Regions from separate parts of the Macaca mulatta genome. Here region 1 is linked to region 2. Evidence: chromatin contacts called from public Hi-C data. All regions are on one chromosome and are shown on one strand. Each heading gives the region's core, a stretch centred on a gene start, on an enhancer-like site or on the middle of the called end of the contact. The rest is flanking DNA. Distances are from core to core; before and after follow the strand shown. Region 1 holds the start of CD3G (CD3 gamma subunit of T-cell receptor complex). Region 2 holds the start of CD3E (CD3 epsilon subunit of T-cell receptor complex).

Region 1 (6,216 bases), core at 1,056-3,555, 39 kb before region 2:
ATTTTGCCCAGGTTGGTCTTAAACTCCTGGGCTCAAATGATCCTCCCTCCCTGGCCTCCCAAAGTGTTGGGATTGTAGCCTTGAGCCACTGTGCCTGGCCCATTGACATCTTTTAATGTTGCATATCTGAGTGAGGTTTCCTTTTAGGACTTAAGACGTCATGTAGCCACATTTCTTTTTTTTGTGTTTGTTTGTTTTTTTGTTTTTTTTTTGAGACGGAGTCTCACTCTGTCGCAGAAGCTGGAGTGCAGTGGGCACCGTGTTGGATCACTGCAACCTCCATCTCCTGGGTTCAAGCAATTCTCCTGCCTCAGCCTCCTGAGTAGCTGGGATTACAGGCACTCACCACCACGCCCAGCTAATTTAAAAAATATTTTTAGTAGAGATGGGGTTTTACCATGTTGACCAGGATGGTCTCGAGCTCCTGACCTCAGGTGATCCACCCGCCTCGACCTCCCAAAGTGCTGGGATTACAGGCGTGAGCCACCACGCCCATCCCTGCCACATTTCTGGATTGGCTGACATGAGAACTCCCAGACAGTGGAGGAGTTGTTCAAGTACACATAGCTCATTATGTGCCCAAGCTGGATCCAGAGCTCAGGTTTTCTACTGCTCAACTCAATGCTCTTTCCACGATATGCAGCCACCTCACCTAGGCTTGAGAGTTGCTCCTCAACCTGTGTTGTCTTTAGCTGACTTTTCCTCCCATTTCTCTCAGAAATAATTCTATTCTAAACTCTCACTGTCCTCTTCAAGTCTCCCAACCGGCCATCACCCAGCTCAGTTTCTGCAGGTGGCATTGCCTCCCACCTGGATTTTTTTAGAACATGGAAGCTGTTATTGTCCTTTCTCCTTTAGCTTCCTTTCCCTTTATAAACCTATCTGTGGCCAGCACCGTTTGCACTTCCTTTCTTCCGGTCTTAGAGGGTAACGTTGCCTTCCCTTCTGTGCTCTTGACCCCACTCTTGACTCTGTCTTTCCACCATCAACTCCAGGACCCTGCTCTACTCATCATCTTCTCCTTTAGCTTAGAAATGTGCTCAAGTTTCTCTCACCCTCAGAAACATTTATTCTTAGACTCTACTTCCTCCTCGACCTACCACCCAGTCTATTCTCCCTCCTCATCCAAATTTCTTTAAAGAATAGTCTACACTTGCTGACCTCATCACCTGACCTTCACCTTCTACCAATTTTCACTTGGCTTCCACTCTCAATACCCCACTGAAACTGTGCTAAATCACCCATGGTGCATATTCTGCCACATCCCACAGACTTAAACTTTTAAATATAGTCTTATATTAGTGGGCTCTCTTTAACATTTTATACTCTTGGTAATTCTCTCCTTCTAGAAGCTCTCTACTCCCTTGGTTTCCAAGGTAGTGCATACATTTGATTATTTCAGCTCTTTGATTCGCCTTTTATCTCTTTCCTGGAATTTTTTTTCTCTAACTGCCACTTAAAATTGGTGCCCGCACTGTTCCATCTTCAGCCCCATCTTCCTCATATAGTATTATGTGACTTCAGCAAATTCCATGGTTTTAACTTTCCCAGTATGTCCAGACTCCAGGCATCAACCCAGTTCATTCACTTCCTGTTGGATATTTCCAACGGAGTATTCATGCAGGCACCTATGCTGTACCATACACTCAGTCTGGCATCATGAAAACTAATCTCTCCAATGAGACTGTGAGTTCTGTAGAGCATAAGTGTTTTATTCATTTTTATTTCCTCATGGCATATCACATATTAGGATCTCACCCATCTTTGTTGACCAGTTGGCTAACTGCCCAACTGAGTGAATGGACGTTTCATAGGTCGACTGCTAACCCCCAGCTCTGAAGTAGGGAACATATACTTTTTCCTTTTAGTTTCCTGGCCTATGCCCTTTTGGGCTGCGTTCAAATCTAAGATGGCGGTAACAGGGTCCTCTCTTTAGCCAGTGAAGTACTCTGTTTGCATTTTTCAGAGACAAGGATTCCTTCTCCTCCACGGGACACTGTTTCTCTCTAGCAGAGAACAGTTAAGAGGCTCCATTTTGCCCTTCTTTGAACTCTAAGGTGACAGCAGAGGTAGGCTCAAGGTTAGGGATCCCAATATTCCTGTCTCACTAGTGATGGGCTCTTCCCTTGAGCCCTTCCCCAGGCTGCCAGACCCCTAGTAGGCCCTTACCTTGAAGAAGAATGATAGCCAGGATGAAGCCAGTCAGGCCCTTCCCCTGTTCCATGTCAGTCTCTGTCCTCTGGCAAAAGCACAGAGCAGCCCTTAGCAGCCAGCCAGCCTGTGCAGCAGCTAGACTGGCTCCGCCCATCCCCGTTCGGGCTGGAGCCCTTGAGAGAAGGCAAGAACCCAGAGCCTCCACCCTCTGCTGCAAGTGTGGGTAGCAGGGGCCTCAGCAGGGCTGCAGGTGCAGACGCCTTTTATTTTTCCGTTAAGGAGGGTGGAGGTGGTGGGGAAGGAGAGGGAGAGAGTGCTGGATTCCCACTCAGAGACTCATCTTGCACAGGGAACTGCAACGGATGCTGGGTGGGAGACGGTACTGGGACCATTTCTTCATGAGGGGGATAAATGTCCCTGTCATTAGTTGTTAGGATTGCAGCCAGTTGTTACTCGTTGTTAGTTGTTATTGCTGTAGGTAATGAATTTGGAGGAACTCTCAGCTGCTTGGGGCCAGACCTCCGAATGGAAAGCCACTTCAGTCCAGGCCTTCATTCGGGAATTTTTTTCACTTTTTTTTTTTTTTTCTTTTTTAAGACAGAGCCTCACTTTGTTGCCCAGGCTGGAGTGCAGTGGCACTGTCTCAGCTCACTGCAACCTCCGCCTCCTGGGTTCAAGCGATTCTGCTGCCTCAGCCTCCTGAGTAGCTGGGACTACAGGCGTGCGCCACCAAATTGTTGTATTTTTAGTAGAGACGGGGTTTCACCATGTTGGTCAGGCTGGTCTCAAACTCCTGACCTTGTGATCCGCCTGCCTCAGCCTCCCAAAGTGTTGGGATTATAGGCGTGAGACACGGCACCTGGCTTCACCGTTCTTTTGAGATCATGAAATAGGCGCCTGGAAGGGAATAGGTGGAACAGTTCTGAGGACAGGCCAGCACATTTTCAGGGGCCAGAGCCCAGACTGAATGTCTAGGATCTCAGGCCCCTGTCTCCCTCAGCTAGTCAGTCAGTGAGCCGACAAAAATGTGCAGAGCTCCCATTATGTGCCAGGCACAAGATACAGCAGTGAGAAAGACAGGCATGACTCTGTTCCCAGGTAAGTGACAGTCTAACTGCAGCAGTGTGGAGAGTTTCAGATCCTTGTAGGCCACAGGGGAAAAAGGTCCATTTGTCTCCCCGGGAGGTTCAATATTGCCTGTGAGTCAACTATATTATTATTAATAACTACCCCTTATTGAGCACATATGATGTGTGAGGCACCGTGCAAACATCTTGTTTGAATCCTGATAATGGTGCTAATGGAATAAGACTGAAAAATTTCAAGGCTGGCCCAGGCCCCACAGGTAGGCAGTATTGGACCCAGGATTCAAATCTCTGGCTGGGGTCCCTAAAGCCCAGCCTCCCAGTGACAAGAAGCTGCTAGAGCTGGTCCCTGGCTGCCTAGTGAAGGGTCCTGAGAAAGATCAACCTTCATGAGAAGTACAGCTGCTATGGCTTGCGCTATGGGGCTGTTGGCTTCTCTCAAGGGGCTTCGAGATGTGGAGGTTTTTAGGTGGTGCGTAAATGTAGTTGCATTGTCAATAGGGACGCTAAAGTTCATGCCACCTTTTCCATGTTCTCTACCAGCTCCCTGCTCAGAGATAGAGCAATTTACACCTGCTTCCTTCCTACCCTACCGCTAGCCCACCCCCACCCTGACAATTTCCCATCATCAACGGTAGAAAGCAGAGAAGCAGACATCTTCTAGTTCCTCCCCCACTCTCCTCTTTCCGGTACCTGTGAGTCAGCTGGGGGAGGGCAGCTCTCACCCAGGCTGATAGTTCGGTGACCTGGCTTTATCTACTGGATGAGTTCCGCTGGGAGATGGAACATAGCACGTTTCTGTCTGGACTGGTACTGGCTACCCTTCTCTCCCAAGGTAAAGCTACTCCAGGTGGGTGGGGGAAGGGACCTGAGAGGGACATTACTGTTGGGAGTGAGGCCCACTTGAAAGTGCTTCTTGCCAGGCACGGTGGCTCACACCAGTAATCCCAGAGCTTTGGGAGGCTGAAGTGGGAGGATCCCTTGAGGCCAGGAGTTTGAGACCAGTCTGAGCAACACGATGAGACTCTACCTTTACAAAAAACAAAAGAATGAGCCAGGCGTGGTGGTGCACAGCTGTAGTCCCAGCTACTTGAGAGGCTGAGGCAGGAGGGTCAATTGAGTCTGGGATTTCAAGGCTTCAGTGAGATGTGATCATGCCACTGCCCTCCAACTTGGGCAACCCCATGAGACCTTATCTCAAAAAAAAAAAAAAGTGCTTCTCGGTGCTAGCTTCAATTTACCAGGCACCCCAGGGTGTCAGGAGGGCAGGGCCAGGATGTAGCATAGAGTCTGGGAAACAGGCTCTTGGCTTTGACTGACTCCAGCCACGGGTGCATGTGGGCCTAGAATGTCTCTCAGAAGGCCTTAGGCCAGAGATCTGTAGGAAATAGCTCAGTATGTATGTACCTGAATCTGGGACTGGCCATGGGAGCACAACTTCCTGCACTACTCCTTTTAGGGCTGATGGCCTCTGGAATCAGGACTCTTGTTTGTTTGGCCATGATTATGTCACCCCTGGAGGCATGTCCTAGCACTCATGGGACTGCTTTAAAAGAGAAGTTAACTTTAGGTTGAGCAGGAGGGAGGGAAGATTTGAGGGGTTGTTACATGGGAGGATTTTAACTCATCTCAGTTTGCCAATTTCAGCTTTAAAATGGAAAGTCCCATGTCCCAGAAACCCCTTCAATGCTAAGCAAACTGGGTCCAATGGTCACCTGATAGTCGACTGCACTAGGACACTCAGGATTTCCACTGGAGACAGATCCCTGAAGAGGACGTGACTGTAGGATGTGAAACATTTGATGTGCTTGTGTCTCCCTGAGTATACATGCATACACTTCCAACCTGCTTCAGAAGTGTGAGCAGCAGCTATTTCAGGGTTTTCTAGAAGATGCTCTTGTATCCAAATTTGTGACTGAGTGTGAAGCCCAGGAAGAATGAATGTAGACTCCACTTTTCCCTGTGTTTGGAGGCATAGACTGTAGTGCCTCTGTGGCCTGTGGAGATGTGCTCAGACTTTCAAAGGAACTCACTGCATCTGGAATGTTGCTGCACCCACCTCCAGTCCTAAAAGTCTCCCACAAGACTTGACTTGTGAGGAGCTCTAGGGATGGATTCAAGAATTTTTTTTTCCTGTTCTCCTCCTTCTAACCAAGGGTGGAAAACTGTACCTGGGATTTGCCCTGGTCCCCTTCTGGACCACTGAGCTGGTAATTCAGGAACTGGCAAACCAGCTGGTCTCCATCCACAGCCATCCCCTGACCCTGGGAAAGGCTTCAGTATTGAGAGCCCCACTTTCTTGGTTGTTAATGGAGCAGGGGCAGTGAGGAACGATGAGAACAAGAAGCTGAAGTGGGAGTGTTGTAGACGGCTGGAAAGTAGTATTAGATGTTTTCTTGAAGAAAAAATGCAGACATTTCCAACCAAGGAATGTTCTTCTGTCTTTCCATATCTTCCGGGTGCTTCAGTGGTCCATGCTCCCCCTACTCCTCATCAGCGGTCTGGATTCATTTCCAGGAAAGTGCTTGGGTCAATCCTGCTCTGAGGGGTCCTCTTTTGCACCAAGGCCCCAAGACCTGTCCTCTGCTTGAATGGCATCCTCATGTCCCCCTTGACCCATGCAGTTGGTGGGAAACTTTCTGAAGGCTTTTTCTTGTGACTTCTGTCTCTCTTGATAGAAACCATAAACCGTCCTGGACCAAGAAAATGGTCTCTGTTAAGTATGAGCTTCCGCAGAACAAAGGGCTTGGTGCAGACCAAAGAACTGTCTCCAATTGTGATATTTTTTCCCCTTTAGTGAGCCCCTTCAAGATACCTGTAGAGGAACTTGAGGACAGAGTGTTTGTGAAATGCAATACCAGCGTCACATGGGTAGAGGGAACGATGGGAACACTGCTCACAAATAATACAAGACTGGACCTGGGAAAACGCATCCTGGACCCACGAGGAATATATAGGTGTAATGGGACAGATATAT
Region 2 (6,829 bases), core at 405-2,904:
AGGCGTGAGCCACTGCACCTGGCCCTCCTCCTTCTCCTTCTATTTTTAAGGAAAAGCATACTTTATAACACAGATCTCTAAGAATATGCCTGGCCACTCCCTACAGGAGTCACATCCTGCCACTTGCTACTCAATGTGTTCCTAGGACCAGTAGCAGATTAATAAACTTGAGAGCGTACTAGACATGTGGAATCTCAGTCTCCAGTCCGGGTCTTTTGAAACAGAAGCTGCATTTTTAACAAGATCCCCAGGTGATTTGTGTGCACATTCAAGACGTGAGAAACCTAAGATGAAGCAGGAAGTGGAGACATCATGGCTGTGGCTCTGAGATGGGGGCACCAGCTGTGATAGTGTTTTCTAGGTCTTTGAAATAAAACCATCACGAGCCATTTTGCCTCATGTGGTGCAGCCATTTAGAGCACAAACAGTCCTGGTCTCACAGATCGGCTTCAGCACTTACTATGTTCTTTAAAACAAGTTATTTAACTTTTTTGAGTATCAATTTCTTAATCTGTAAAGTAGAGGGCTTATCAGTTTATATAGTAAAAGTTAAAAACAATTTTAAAAAGAGGATATAACACCTTCCTTCCCAGGTGGAAGTAGGATTAAACCAGTTAACATGTCTAAATAATTTTTTCTTTACATAGCATCTGACACTCAATAAATGGCAACTTTTTTTGTATTATTTATTTCATATGAGATATATAAATGCTCTTGGTTATATATCAATTCATAATCCATCTTGCTTCAAAAAAACTAAATAAACTGAAAGCTGTCGGTTACTTGAAAAGGACTAAAAATTACGAGGCATTTTATGGTCTCAAAGACAATGAACTTGCTATATATGCCCTGTGCAGAGTTTGGGTGCAACTATCGGGTCTCCCCAAAACAAGGAGTGGAGCTTCGCTCTTCTAGTCTCTTTTGGGTTAGTTCTGGAGAGCTGGGTAAGTTGGAATGAGCTCGTTCTTAGAGGTAGTGAGACCTCTCTGCTTGCAATAGCTATGATCACCCCAACTGCTCTTCTTTGCCTGCTCCCGGAACGCTCTCCCAGGCACCCGTGGCCTATCTTTTTCTTTAGTCCCTAGCTCTAATCCCCCACCCTAACATAGCACCAACAGTTCCTTACATCTAGTAAACGAGGCTCCTTGGTGCCACTGAGCAGTGCCAGGTAAGGCTGTAAGCCTTCCAGTGGTCTGGAGACACACCACCCTTTCCACTCCACCCTACTCACTTGATAAGAGGCAGAGGCCCAGAACTCTCCAGCGAGTGCCCGACTGCATCTTTCTTTCATGGGACGGTTACTTTACTAAGATGGCGGAGGCCAGCAAACTTACTACTTCTGGAAAAAAAGCAAAACAGATGACGTTTTCAAAATATCTGCTAGAGATAAGGACCCTGGGGCCATTGTTCCCAATGCTAGGATGAAAAAGGAGGGCTTTATAAGAGAGAGACTCACCATTTTCTGAAGCAGGCACCTGAGGCTGGGAGGGGAGGAGGGTTTCTGAACCCCACACAGGAAGTAGAGGGGCCTCTGGGCCTGCGGGTTTTACCTCACTTGGAAACGTTCAAGGCAGAGGCCTCCACCTGGATTGGTTGAAGAAAGCTGGGTCCCACAGCCTTCCTAGAAGGTCAAACAAGAGGACTCTGACAAAACCTGGAGGGGCCATGAAAAATACATGACATTTAGCTGTCCAGACCATGTAGTAGGTTGGCACAAAAGTAATTGCAGTTTTTGCCATTAAAAGTAATGGTAATACAATATGCCTCCACATTGTGGGGTCCTCCTTCCCCTATAGGCTCTGACAGGAGGAGGGAGATGCACTGAACATTTGCTTTCTTTATGGTGGATCTGGCACGGAGCAGCAGGGTGCAGCCATCTTATAAATAAAACTTCTTGGCTTGAAAATACATGTTGACTTAAATCTGTAAGATGCCATTTTTTTGCCTATAATTTTACAAAAATATTTAAAAACACAAGACTCGATGTTGAACAGGGAGTGATAGTGTCAAAGTCTGCTGGTATGAGTGTGAATTGATGTAACTTTTCTTTATGCTTACGTGTGTGTCAATCAAATGCTTACTATATCCAAGCACTCTTCTAAGAGCTTTTCTGACATATTTAATCCTTAAAAGAACCCTCGAAGTTAAGTATTATTTTTATTTTTATTTCCATTTTATACTTGAGTAAACTAAGGCTCAGGCAGGTTATCTAAGTTGCAGATTACAGAGCTGGGACTCTAGAAATCATTTTGATGAAATTCACTTACTTAATGCACATTTTCTGTCTACTGTACTGTAGTTATATGCTGGGTGCTAGTAATACAGGAGTAACAAGATAAATAGTCCTCTTGGATAAAAAAGGCAATGTGGAGATTAAACAGATAACTTCACAAGCAATAACCATGCCCCGCATGATGGTGTACACCTGTACTTCCAGCTACTCAGGAGGCTGAGGCAGGAGGATTGCTTGAGCCCAGGGGTTCGAGACTGTAGTGAGTGTGATTTTGCCTGTGAATAGACACTGCACTCCAGCCTAGTGAGTGTGCACAACATAATGAGACTCCAGCTCTAAAAAAACCCCCAGATAACTTCAGGAGATTGATGCTAAGAAAGAAGACGTTCAGGTGCTGTGGGAGTGATAGAAGGGAACTAAGATAGTCTGGGGTGGGGTGGGGAAGAGAAGGTCCCCCTGAGCAGGTGACATTGAAGCTGAAGTTGATGGAGGAACAGCAATGAACCAGGTGGAGTGGAAAGCGTTCCAGACAGAGGGAGCAGCATGTTTGAAACCCAGAGATGAGGAAGAGAAATGGAAAGTCCAGAACAGCAGGTAACAGGGAGAAAGAGGAACGTAAGAAATGATACAGGAAATTCACCAGATGTGGTACTTTGGGAGGCCAAAGCAGGCAGATTGCTTGAGGCCAGGAGTTCAAGACCAGCCTGAGCAACATAGTGAAACCCTATCTCTACAAAAAAAAAACAAAAAACAAAAAACCCCAAAAATTAGCCAGGTGTGATGGTGCTCACCTGTAGTCCCGCTTACTCGGGAGGCTGAAGTGAGAGGATCACTTGAGCTCAGGAGGTTGAGGCTGCAGTCAGCTATGATTATGCCACTACGCTCCAGCCTAGGCGATAAAGTGAGACCCTGTAAATAAAAAAAAAAAAGAGAGAGAGATAGGAAACTCAGCAGGGGCCAGATGGGAAGGGATTTGCAAGCTATGTTAGGGGTTCTTAAGGATTTTCTTAGGGCTGTAGGAAGTATTCAAATAGTGACAGTATCAAATTGTTATAATATTCAAATGGAAAAAGTTTTTTTTTTTAGATGAAGTCTCACTCTGTTGCTCAGGCTGGAATGCAATCATGCGATTTTGGCTCACTGCAACCTCCCCCTCCCGGGCTCGAGCGATCCTCCTGTCTTATCCTCCCAGGTAACTGGAATTGCAGGTGCCCACCTCCATGCCCAACTAATTTGTGTATTTTTGGTAGAGACAGAGTTTCACCATGTTGCCCAGGCTGATTTCGAACTCCTGAGCTCAAGCGATCTGCCCATCTTGGCCTCCCAAATTGCTGGGATTACAGGCATGAGCCACCACGCCTGGCCAAAACGAAAAAAGTTTTATGATGGAAGTAATACGTGCATGTTAAAAACAATGCATATAGAAGGGCTGTATAACAATAGTCCCCCGTTCTACCTTACTTCACCCCTACACTTCTCCCTAGGGAAAACAACTTTTAAGTTTTTCAGCTTCTTTTTTTTTCTGGTGGTTACCTTCGTGTCTGTAAATGTGCATTGCTATCCATCGGGTTCTCTCGGAAACAACGATGGAGATTTGTGCAGGTGGCTCTCTGAGGAAGCACAGGAGCATTATCTGTAAGGGAGAGAGGGGTCGCATCTGGCAGAGAGACGTGAACTGCGATGAGACATATCAGGAGCCTCAGCCAGAGCCATGGGGAGTTCTCAGCCTGGGATCACCTTCCCAAGTTATCCTGAATTGAGCAAAGCGGCCATGAAAAATACCTGAACTGGTATTTAGGTATTATGAATTGAGGCTCTGTGAAGTTGGGTGAGGCAGCTGCTTTTGCTGAGGGCAATGCCTTTGAAAGACCTCAACTGTGAGTCCTTGAGTACAAGAATCCCAGCAGCTGGGGGAGGAAGCAGCCCTGGGGTAGTGACCTGGGTGCAGCCACAGTATCCATGCAGTTTAACCCTTGCACTGCTTGGATCCATTCGCTTCATATAATAATTCCATCCCATCCTTAAACAGCCTTTTCAGGATTCTGGTTATCTGTTTTCTTGGAGAAGCTTTAAAAAGGAAAGTTTCCTAACAGGACAAATTACAGCCCCATTAGCACAGTTGTCCCAGGGCACATCTGATAGGTAACCCTTGTTCCCTATTCTGGATTGCTCCTAGCCTCAGCTAGCACCTCTGCTGACCTCAGGGAAGACACAGCTTGAGGAGTGTGAGCCCCTGGCCGTGTGGTCTTTTCAGGCTGTGTCTGCTGCACTTGCCCATTTACCATCAAAATTGCACTAAAAGATGCCCCAGGGGATCCCTTGGATTCTATCTGAGTTGTCTCTGCAGCCCTGCCTCCTCCTTATCATCAGATATGGAGAGATTCACTCTGCTGGGGGAGCAGATCTTTTTTTTTTTTTTTTTTTTTTGCATGCTGGTCTCTTGGCAGTGGTGTAGCTTAAAGTTTAGTGGGTGCTGTGGTGAAAGTGTTCTGCCTCTGGAAACCATGGCCCCTGGAAACTCAGAGCCTAGTGTTAGCGGGACAGGAAGCACAAATTTCCTAAGTGGGTCACTGGAAGTAATGGTAAGCATGAATATTCCTACTTCTAACCTTTAGCTCTTGGACACATGCATTTTACCTTTTGGAGACATAGTATCATGTAACAGTCATTGGCTTAATATGTATATCACACGTCCTGAAGGATAGTGCCCAATGCTAGCAGGGTGTTATCTCTAAGTTGATACCTTATCTATGTCTTCCAAAGACTATTCCACAGATTCATCAGGCTGGCAGCTTCTGGGTGGTGTGGTATATGATAGGGCCAGTGGATCCCATGGTCTTATGTCCACTGACACGTCTTTGCTTTAAAGTGGGTCCCGTGGTCTGTCGTGATGCTATGGAAGATCCAATGCTGACGGGTCAGACAGTATGTGAACTCTTGGATAGTACGGCTAGCTCAGGCAATGCGGGCAAGAGAATCAAACTCATACCCAGAATATGTCAAATGAATTGATCTGTCCTGTCAACGAATTGAGCCCTTTCCAGATTTTGGTTTGAGAAGGGTCCAATGTAATCCACTTGCCAAGAAATGACTGGTTGGTTTCCTTCAATGATGATGCTAAATTGGAGGCTCAGCACTGAACTCTGTTTTGGCAGTGGCAGTAGCTGGATCAAGCTTTGTGAGTGGGAGCCCACACTGTTGTGCCCAGGTCTAGCATTTACCATTGCCACCATAGCTACTACATTCATAACCCCACTGTTTGAGTGCTGGGATGGCCATGGACAGAGGCTAGCTGACTTTAACTGGCCAAGTCATTTTCTTCTACTTTGTGTTGTGGTGCCTCTTCCACGACGGATGTTCTCTGCTTGGTGTTCACTGCGACACAAAGATCTTTACACCTGGTAACGACTCCCATGGGTCCATACACATGCCTCTTCCCCAGACTTTCTGTCCCCAATCTTCTACTCTTACTTGTTCCAGGCCCCTGATCAATAAATCAAGCCACTCACCCCTGCTCATGGATATCTATATATTCTGATATTAGGCCAGTTCTCTTTCCACATAAAGTGAATGAACATGTACAGTGGCAGAAGCTCTGCCCTTTGAGAGGATTTCCCTTTACTACTCTTTCTTTTTCTTTTCTTTCTTTTTTTTTTTTTGAAACGGAGTGTCACTCTGTTGCCCAGGCTGGAGTGCTGTGGCACCATCTTGGCTCATTGCAACCTATGCTTCCAGTGCTCAAGCAATTCTTGTGCCTCAGCCTCACGAGTAGCTGGGACTACAGGCACGTGCCACCATGCCCAGCTATTTTTTTTTTTTTTTTTTTGAGACGGAGTCTGGCTCTGTCGTCCAGGCTGGCGTGCAGTGGCCGGATCTCAGCTCACTGCAAGCTCCGCCTCCCGGGTTTATGCCATTCTCCTGCCTCAGCCTCCCGAGTAGCTGAGACTACAGGCGCCCGCCACCTCGCCCGGCTAGTTTTTGTATTTTTTAGTAGAGACGGGGTTTCACCGTGTTAGCCAGGATGGTCTCGATCTCCTGACCTCGTGATCCGCCTGTCTCGGCCTCCCAAAGTGCTGGGATTACAGGCTTGAGCCACCGCGCCCGGCCAGCCCAGCTATTTTTTTTTGTATTTTAGTAGAGACCGGGTTTCACCATGTTGCCCAGGGTGGTCTTGAACTCCCGAGCTCAGGCAATCCACCGCCTTGGCCTCCAAAAGTGCTGGGATTATAGGCGTGAGCCACCACACCCGGTTCCCTTTACTACTCTTTCAAGGTCGTCTCCTACTGGGAATGCAGGACTGCAGGACTGCAGCATTCCATTTTTGGCTTGCATCCACATACTAAGATGACATCTGTCAAGGAAGCTCAGGCTTTATTCTCCTCTGTCGGCTGTCTTCAAGAATAGCCCGCCAGGCAGCCACAGGTTCAACTGAAGGTGAAGTATTAGTGTAGTAGTGGTGGATGATGGAGGAGTCTGGGCCCTGTGCTTCTGCAGTTGCTGCTTGTGTCCTCTGTCACTGCTCATGCCTCAGCCAGACTGCATTCCTTCCATCTTGCAGTGGATTGTTGCGCCCACCCAACCTCATGAATTGGAAGG

What was found. Hi-C and Micro-C count contacts between places; a contact is called where the count stands out from the background.
Region 1: a Hi-C map of CD4 T cells shows a contact between it and region 2, with 4 times the contacts expected there. The contact joins the promoter of CD3G here to the promoter of CD3E in region 2. A contact is called at or near these places in 3 of 14 Hi-C or Micro-C datasets (CD4 T cells, blood and liver).

Annotation. Positions count from the first base shown.
Region 1 is chr14:119,013,512-119,019,727 of T2T-MMU8v2.0, reverse strand. It overlaps CD3G (CD3 gamma subunit of T-cell receptor complex), which reads right to left and starts at 2,305. Exons shown (of 7, transcript NM_001266925.2): 1 at 2,170-2,305. The coding sequence starts at 2,224. It overlaps CD3D (CD3 delta subunit of T-cell receptor complex), which reads left to right and starts at 2,365. Exons shown (of 5, transcript XM_015115818.3): 1 at 2,365-4,074; 2 at 6,037-6,216. The coding sequence starts at 4,020.
Region 2 is chr14:118,973,028-118,979,856 of T2T-MMU8v2.0, reverse strand. It overlaps CD3E (CD3 epsilon subunit of T-cell receptor complex), which reads right to left and starts at 1,654. Exons shown (of 9, transcript XM_015115816.3): 1 at 1,457-1,654; 2 at 1,232-1,339. The coding sequence starts at 1,280.